Linked DNA regions of Rattus norvegicus: region 2 is linked to region 1. A link is a contact called in public Hi-C data. All regions are on one chromosome and are shown on one strand. Each heading gives the region's core, a stretch centred on a gene start, on an enhancer-like site or on the middle of the called end of the contact. The rest is flanking DNA. Distances are from core to core; before and after follow the strand shown.

The links. A called contact is a pair of places that touch in the nucleus more often than the background predicts.
Region 2: a Hi-C map of psoas muscle shows a contact between it and region 1, with 2.6 times the contacts expected there. The contact joins the enhancer-like site here to the promoter of Chac1 in region 1. A contact is called at or near these places in 4 of 12 Hi-C or Micro-C datasets (Schwann cells, kidney, liver and 1 more).

The regions. Positions count from the first base shown.
Region 1 is chr3:126,794,771-126,797,470 of GRCr8, reverse strand. Chac1 (ChaC glutathione-specific gamma-glutamylcyclotransferase 1) reads right to left here and starts at 1,340. Exons shown (of 3, transcript NM_001173437.1): 1 at 924-1,340; 2 at 1-32. The coding sequence starts at 1,154.
Region 2 is chr3:126,844,541-126,847,240 of GRCr8, reverse strand. The region is part of intron 28 of Ino80 (INO80 complex ATPase subunit); the gene reads left to right. Among named protein-coding and RNA genes, the nearest start is that of Chac1, 50 kb to the right of the region's middle. Within about 2 kb of position 1,265, at least 6 of the 93 cell types and tissues checked have an H3K27ac peak or open chromatin away from gene starts, as enhancers often do.

The DNA of each region.
Region 1 (2,700 bases), core at 91-2,590:
TGATCTTCAAGGAGGGTCACCACTCGGCCAGGCTAGACAGGAAAGCAAGATTTTGAAAAAGACAAATTAGATATTAGCACTTCCAAAAGGACTGTGAATGTACCTTAGTGGCAGGGACACTTGCCTATCAAGTTTTTAGGTTCAATCTCCAGCAACAAACACACACACACACACACACACACACACACACACCACAGAGACAGAGAGACAGAGAGACAGACACAGAGAGAGCGGGGGGGGGGGGGGGGGAGGACTGAGCTTTAATGCTGTTGTGACTTGAGCCTGTGGTCCCAGCACTCCAGAGACTGAGAGGGAGGAGGTTTGTCATAAGTTTGAGGCCACATAGCAAGAAGTAGGTAAGATCGAGGAGGAGGGGGAAAAGGAGAAGGAAGAGAGGAAGAGGGAGAGGAAGAAGAGGAGGAAGAGAAGAGGAAGAGGGAGAGGAAGAAGAGAAAGAGGGAGAGGAAGAAGAGGAGGAAGAGTAATTGTCTCTGTCAACAGCCAAGAGCGCCAGCCCATGTCCCAAGCCTTGGGGAAGGCCTTTCATCTAGTGACGTGGAGTGATGGACAGATATGGAAGAGACAAACAGTGGGTGGCCCAGCTCAAGAATCCACAGGTGCACTCACCAACCTGATTCCTGGGTACACACATTTAAACCACAAACCTGGGGGCTGGGGATTTAGCTCAGTGGTAGAGCGCTTACCTAGGAAGCGCAAGGCCCTGGGTTCGGTCCCCAGCTCCGGGGAAAAAAAAAAAAAAAGGAAAAAAACAAAAACAAAAACAAAACAAAAAAAAAAAAAACCCCACAAACCAGGTTTACACATTTCCCTTAGTTAACCCAGGGTCCCTGACATTCCAGGACTTGGGTGCCCACTCTCCTGCCAACCCCACCCCAGTCCTCTGGGTACAGAAGGATGCTCACCATCTTATCGCTGCCCCTGTGGAAGGTGTCTCCCTGCCAGAACCGTCGGCTATAGCCACGTACGAAGCCCACACGGCTGTCGCTGTAGGCAAAGTCAGGCTTCCACACTAGGGAGCCGTACCCGAAAATCCACAGGGCTTGGGGGTCGCCATCCTCCCAGGAAGGCTGCGCGGATGGTGCAGGGGACAGTGAAGGAGGCGGGGTGCTCTGGGCTGCGGACTCCTGCTTCATGGTGCCGGGCGCAGGGACGGGCCCGGGCGGCCTCCGGGGCTGGTCTCCGGCACGGGCACGGAAGGACCGACGGACGCGTACACCTGGCCTGGCACCGATCGGTCGTTCCAGCTGAGTGGTCCCTCCAGAGGCGCTCTTTAAACCCTCCGGCCAGGAAGGCCCTCTGACTGCCTCCAGCTGTCCCGGTGATTGGGGCGGGGCAAATCTCTTTCTGGCCAATCACCTTTGGATGTTGCTTCTCGGTTAACCGCGCCGCCCTCCGAGTGGGTACCAGAGCAGCCCGCCCCTGGGCCAACGCGCGTGCTGATTGGTTCGGCTCCTCCTCCATGGCAGACCTAGCAGGAGTGATGCAACGGCGGAGAAGGTTTCCCCAGAACTGGCATGCAGCAAGGGTGCGTAAGATTGCGTCAGGCTGCGGGTACTGGAAACCGGCCTGGAACTGGCGCGCGCACCCGCCGTCTCCCCGCAAGGCCCTGTCAATGGTCTGACCGTTGTCTCCGCCGCGGTCCGGCAGTGCACCTGGCAGAATCATTGGCGCCCAAAGCAGTGGCCGGTGCAGGGCACGACCAGAAAGAATGCTTTGGGTGGCATGAATTCTTGCCTTTGGTGCCCCGCCTAAAAGCACGCACTGCAGAGAAGCTGTTTTGAGCACCCTCCGCATTCCACTGTGGTGCCTCACGCTCTTGCCCACGTGAACAGTTGGAGAAACTGAGTCACGGGGTGGTAAAGGTTTTTTGCAAAGGCTGCAGCTGAGTCAGGCTGGGTGGTACAAGCCTGCAGGCCTCACGTGAGGGCTACGCCTGGGCCAAATGTGAGACCCCAGAGTTCAGGCGAGTTAGAAGAAAAGCCAAAACTGCCCTAGGGTAGAGCAGTCATGTTGAGGATGGCTGCCAGCACCGGTGGTGCAAGGCCACAAAGAGAAGAGTGCCACTTTCACTCCAAGGCTATGAGTTTCGTTCTCTCCAGCTTAAGATCTTGCATCAGTGGTCAATTTATGTAGGTACCAAGGTTTGGGAGAATGTTGGTTAAGGAGAGCGTAGAGAGCTAAAGGCAGCGCAGCTACAGCCTTTTCCCATAGCTTTCTTTTTTTTTCTTTTTTTTCTTTTTTTTTTCCCCGGAGCTGGGGACCGAACCCAGGGCCTTGCGCTTCCTAGGCAAGCGCTCTACCACTGAGCTAAATCCTCAACCCCTTTCCCATAGCTTCTTGCCAGGCAGTGGATATGTGTCCTGGCACCGACGTGGGCAGTCCGGCACCAGCTGTCTCCTTGGCAGTTACTCTCTGGCCCGAACCCTGCAAGAGCCACCACTGGCAGGTTTCAGGAGCTGTCTCCCCAACAGCTTACCTTCTCTGCACCTGGTGGAGCCAGTGCCACCCCAAACTGCAGGCTGGAGGGGAGGCAGAGTTTGACTCCCTAAGCAGCAGCAAGAGGCTGCCCCTCTTGGGCATCTCTCAATGGGAAAGGGAAACAGAGCAGAAGGCCTTTCACTTGGATGAAGAACAGGAGTGAGCTCCCTGGTAGTGGAAACTGTCAGTGTGTTTATTTAT
Region 2 (2,700 bases), core at 16-2,515, 50 kb before region 1:
ATAAAAGGCTTGAGACATAGCACAGAATTTAAGCACTTCCTGCTCTTCCAGAGGACCTGGGTTGGGTTCTTGGCACCCAGACAGTGGCCTTCTAAGTCCTGTCCCACTAAATCCAGTCCCAAGGTATCTGAGACCCTTTTCTGGATTCTGCATACACTGGTACACAGACTTACATGTAGGGTAACCACATTCATTTTGTTGCATTTTGTTCTGTAAATAACAGTCCTGGCTGTCCTGGAACTCACTCTGTAGACTAGGCCGACCTCGAACTCATAGAGATCCACCTGCCTCTGCCTCCTGAGTGCTGGGAGTAAAAATGTGTGTCACCATGCCCATTTTAAGGCTAGCCTCATTTTTAAAAATTGAGAAAAGATTTTAAGGGAAATAATCTTGATTTTACAGTGTGAAAAAGAACTACTCTGGACTTTAGTTATATGTCTGGTTAGTATTTATCTTTTTAATACTTGAGAAGAGAATGAAATATCTAGCTATTTGTATTTATTACTTTCTTTTATTTTGTTTATTTATTGTTTTACTTGTTTGTTTGCTTTCTTGAGTCAAGTTCTCATATAACCCAGGCTCTTTGAGTGGCAGATCCTCTTGTTAAAGCAGGATCTCTCACTCTATCCTAAATTACCCCCAGATCTCTAAAATTTTGAAATCTGGTGACTGAGTTTATAGCTTTCTAGCTGACCTGGTTGGGGGAATAGGGAGATTGGGAAGGAGGAAGAGAGAGGTGTGGAGGCCACAGGTCAATGTTAGGTGTCTTCCCAGGAACCAGGAGTTTGCTCTTAGGTACTCAGTTGGCCAGCAAGCCCTGGGACCTACCTGTGTAAGGATACTGGGATTACAGAGGTGTGTCACTGTCCCCTGATCTTCAGGTGGATGGTAGGGACTTCCTTCTCCTCAGGCTACCCAGCCATCTCTTCAGCCATTTTTTTTTCAGTGTTAGTTTTTGTTGTTGTTGTTGTTGTTGTTGTTGTTGTTGTTGTTGTTGTTGTTAGCAGCATCTTGATATGCAGCTCAAGTCCAGTAATTGTCCTGCCTCAGCCTCTCGAGTATTGGAATTACAGGCATGAACCATCATTCTCAGCTAATCTCCTAATGAACTTAGAAGAGTTAATTGAGCAAGCCCAGTAGTGCCAGTAGTTTTGAAAACATTCCTGTTGGGGCTGAAGCCTGTTAAAGCACATACTGTTCTTACAGAGGATCTGGGTTCAGTTTCCAGCACTGACATGTGACCTTAACTGACCTTAACTCCAGTTCCAGGGGTTCCAGTACCCTCCTGTGGCTTCAAAGGGAACTATCACATAAGATAGTTCTCAACCTGTAAGTCTGAATGACATCTTAAAATAGAGAAAAAGACAGGTGGTTTTCAAAACAAAAGGCATGGGGTTGGGGATTTAGCTCAGTGGTAGAGCGCTTACCTAGCAAGCGCAAGGCCCTGGGTTTGGTCCCCAGCTCCGAAGAAAAGGAAAAAAAAAAACAACAACAAAAAACAAAAGGCATGCCTCACCAAATATTTTCATTATTATTAGTGAAAGACATCAAAAGAAAAAAATGTAGTTTCAACTCAAAAGCCCTGTGGCTCAAAGGTCAGCCAGAGTAAACAAGAGTGCCTATAAAAAGCCATTTACATTCCCTTCATACAAGACTTATTTATGAGGGATCCTTCCAGGAAAAAGTCTCACTGAGACTAAAGACTATTTGGCCAGGATGTCCTGGCAGTGCTCAGAACATGTGACCAGTATGTTATCCTAGGAGCCATTCACAAGGTCTTTGCTCTATGATGAGTTGCCCTATGCCTGCCTTCCTTCTGCCCCTTGACCTTTAACAGATGGCTCCCCACTCATCTCCTTCTACCCTAGTTATCTGAGCTGTTAGGGTAGCCCTAACGGGGCTGTGGGGGTGGGGTGGGGGTAATTGTAGGTGAGTTTTGTGTTGTTTGTTTTCTACATATTGACACTGTGCCTTTTCCTTTATTGGAGAAGTCTTTGCTCCCATCCACTCATGTCTCACACTGGTTGAGTATTTTGGTGCAAAGGGGACTTAGAATGAGTGCACATTTAAAGAGAGTGAGAATGAGGCCAAGGCGTGTCCCTGCAACGTTGGTTCATAGATCCATAGACACTCCAGCAGCCAGCAAACAGGGAGTGTGAGTTCTCTCCAGCCCCTAGAGGGCATTCAAACTACACTGTTGCCTTCTAGAATTTTGTTTTGTCTAATCAGAACTTTTAAAACATTGACTTGTATCTCTAACTGTATTAAGTCCAAGTACGGTTGTAGGTAAATAGACAATATAGTCTAGAGTGAAACTAACTTCTTTGATGATTACAACTCAAGATTTGTATAATCCTTATTTTCTGTGGTTAAATTACATTAATTGTACCCAGATTTTCCGTACATAATTGATATCAAAAGAAGCATCTTCACTCGAGCTGTTCATGATGCTTACAATTCTTGCATTTGGAAGCAGCGGCTCCCAAGGCAATCTTGAGACCAGTCTGGGCGCCAGAGTAAGATATAGTCAAGGAAATTTTATCCTACACTTGTATTGCTAAGTTTTTGTGTTAATTTATTTTACTTATATTACTTAAGGGTATGTGTGAATTTTTCTGTGTGTGTGGGGGGGTCCTGTTTACAAATGTTTATTGCATATAGGTCTCACATCTTCAGACCTCCATGAGCAGTGTGTAGTCT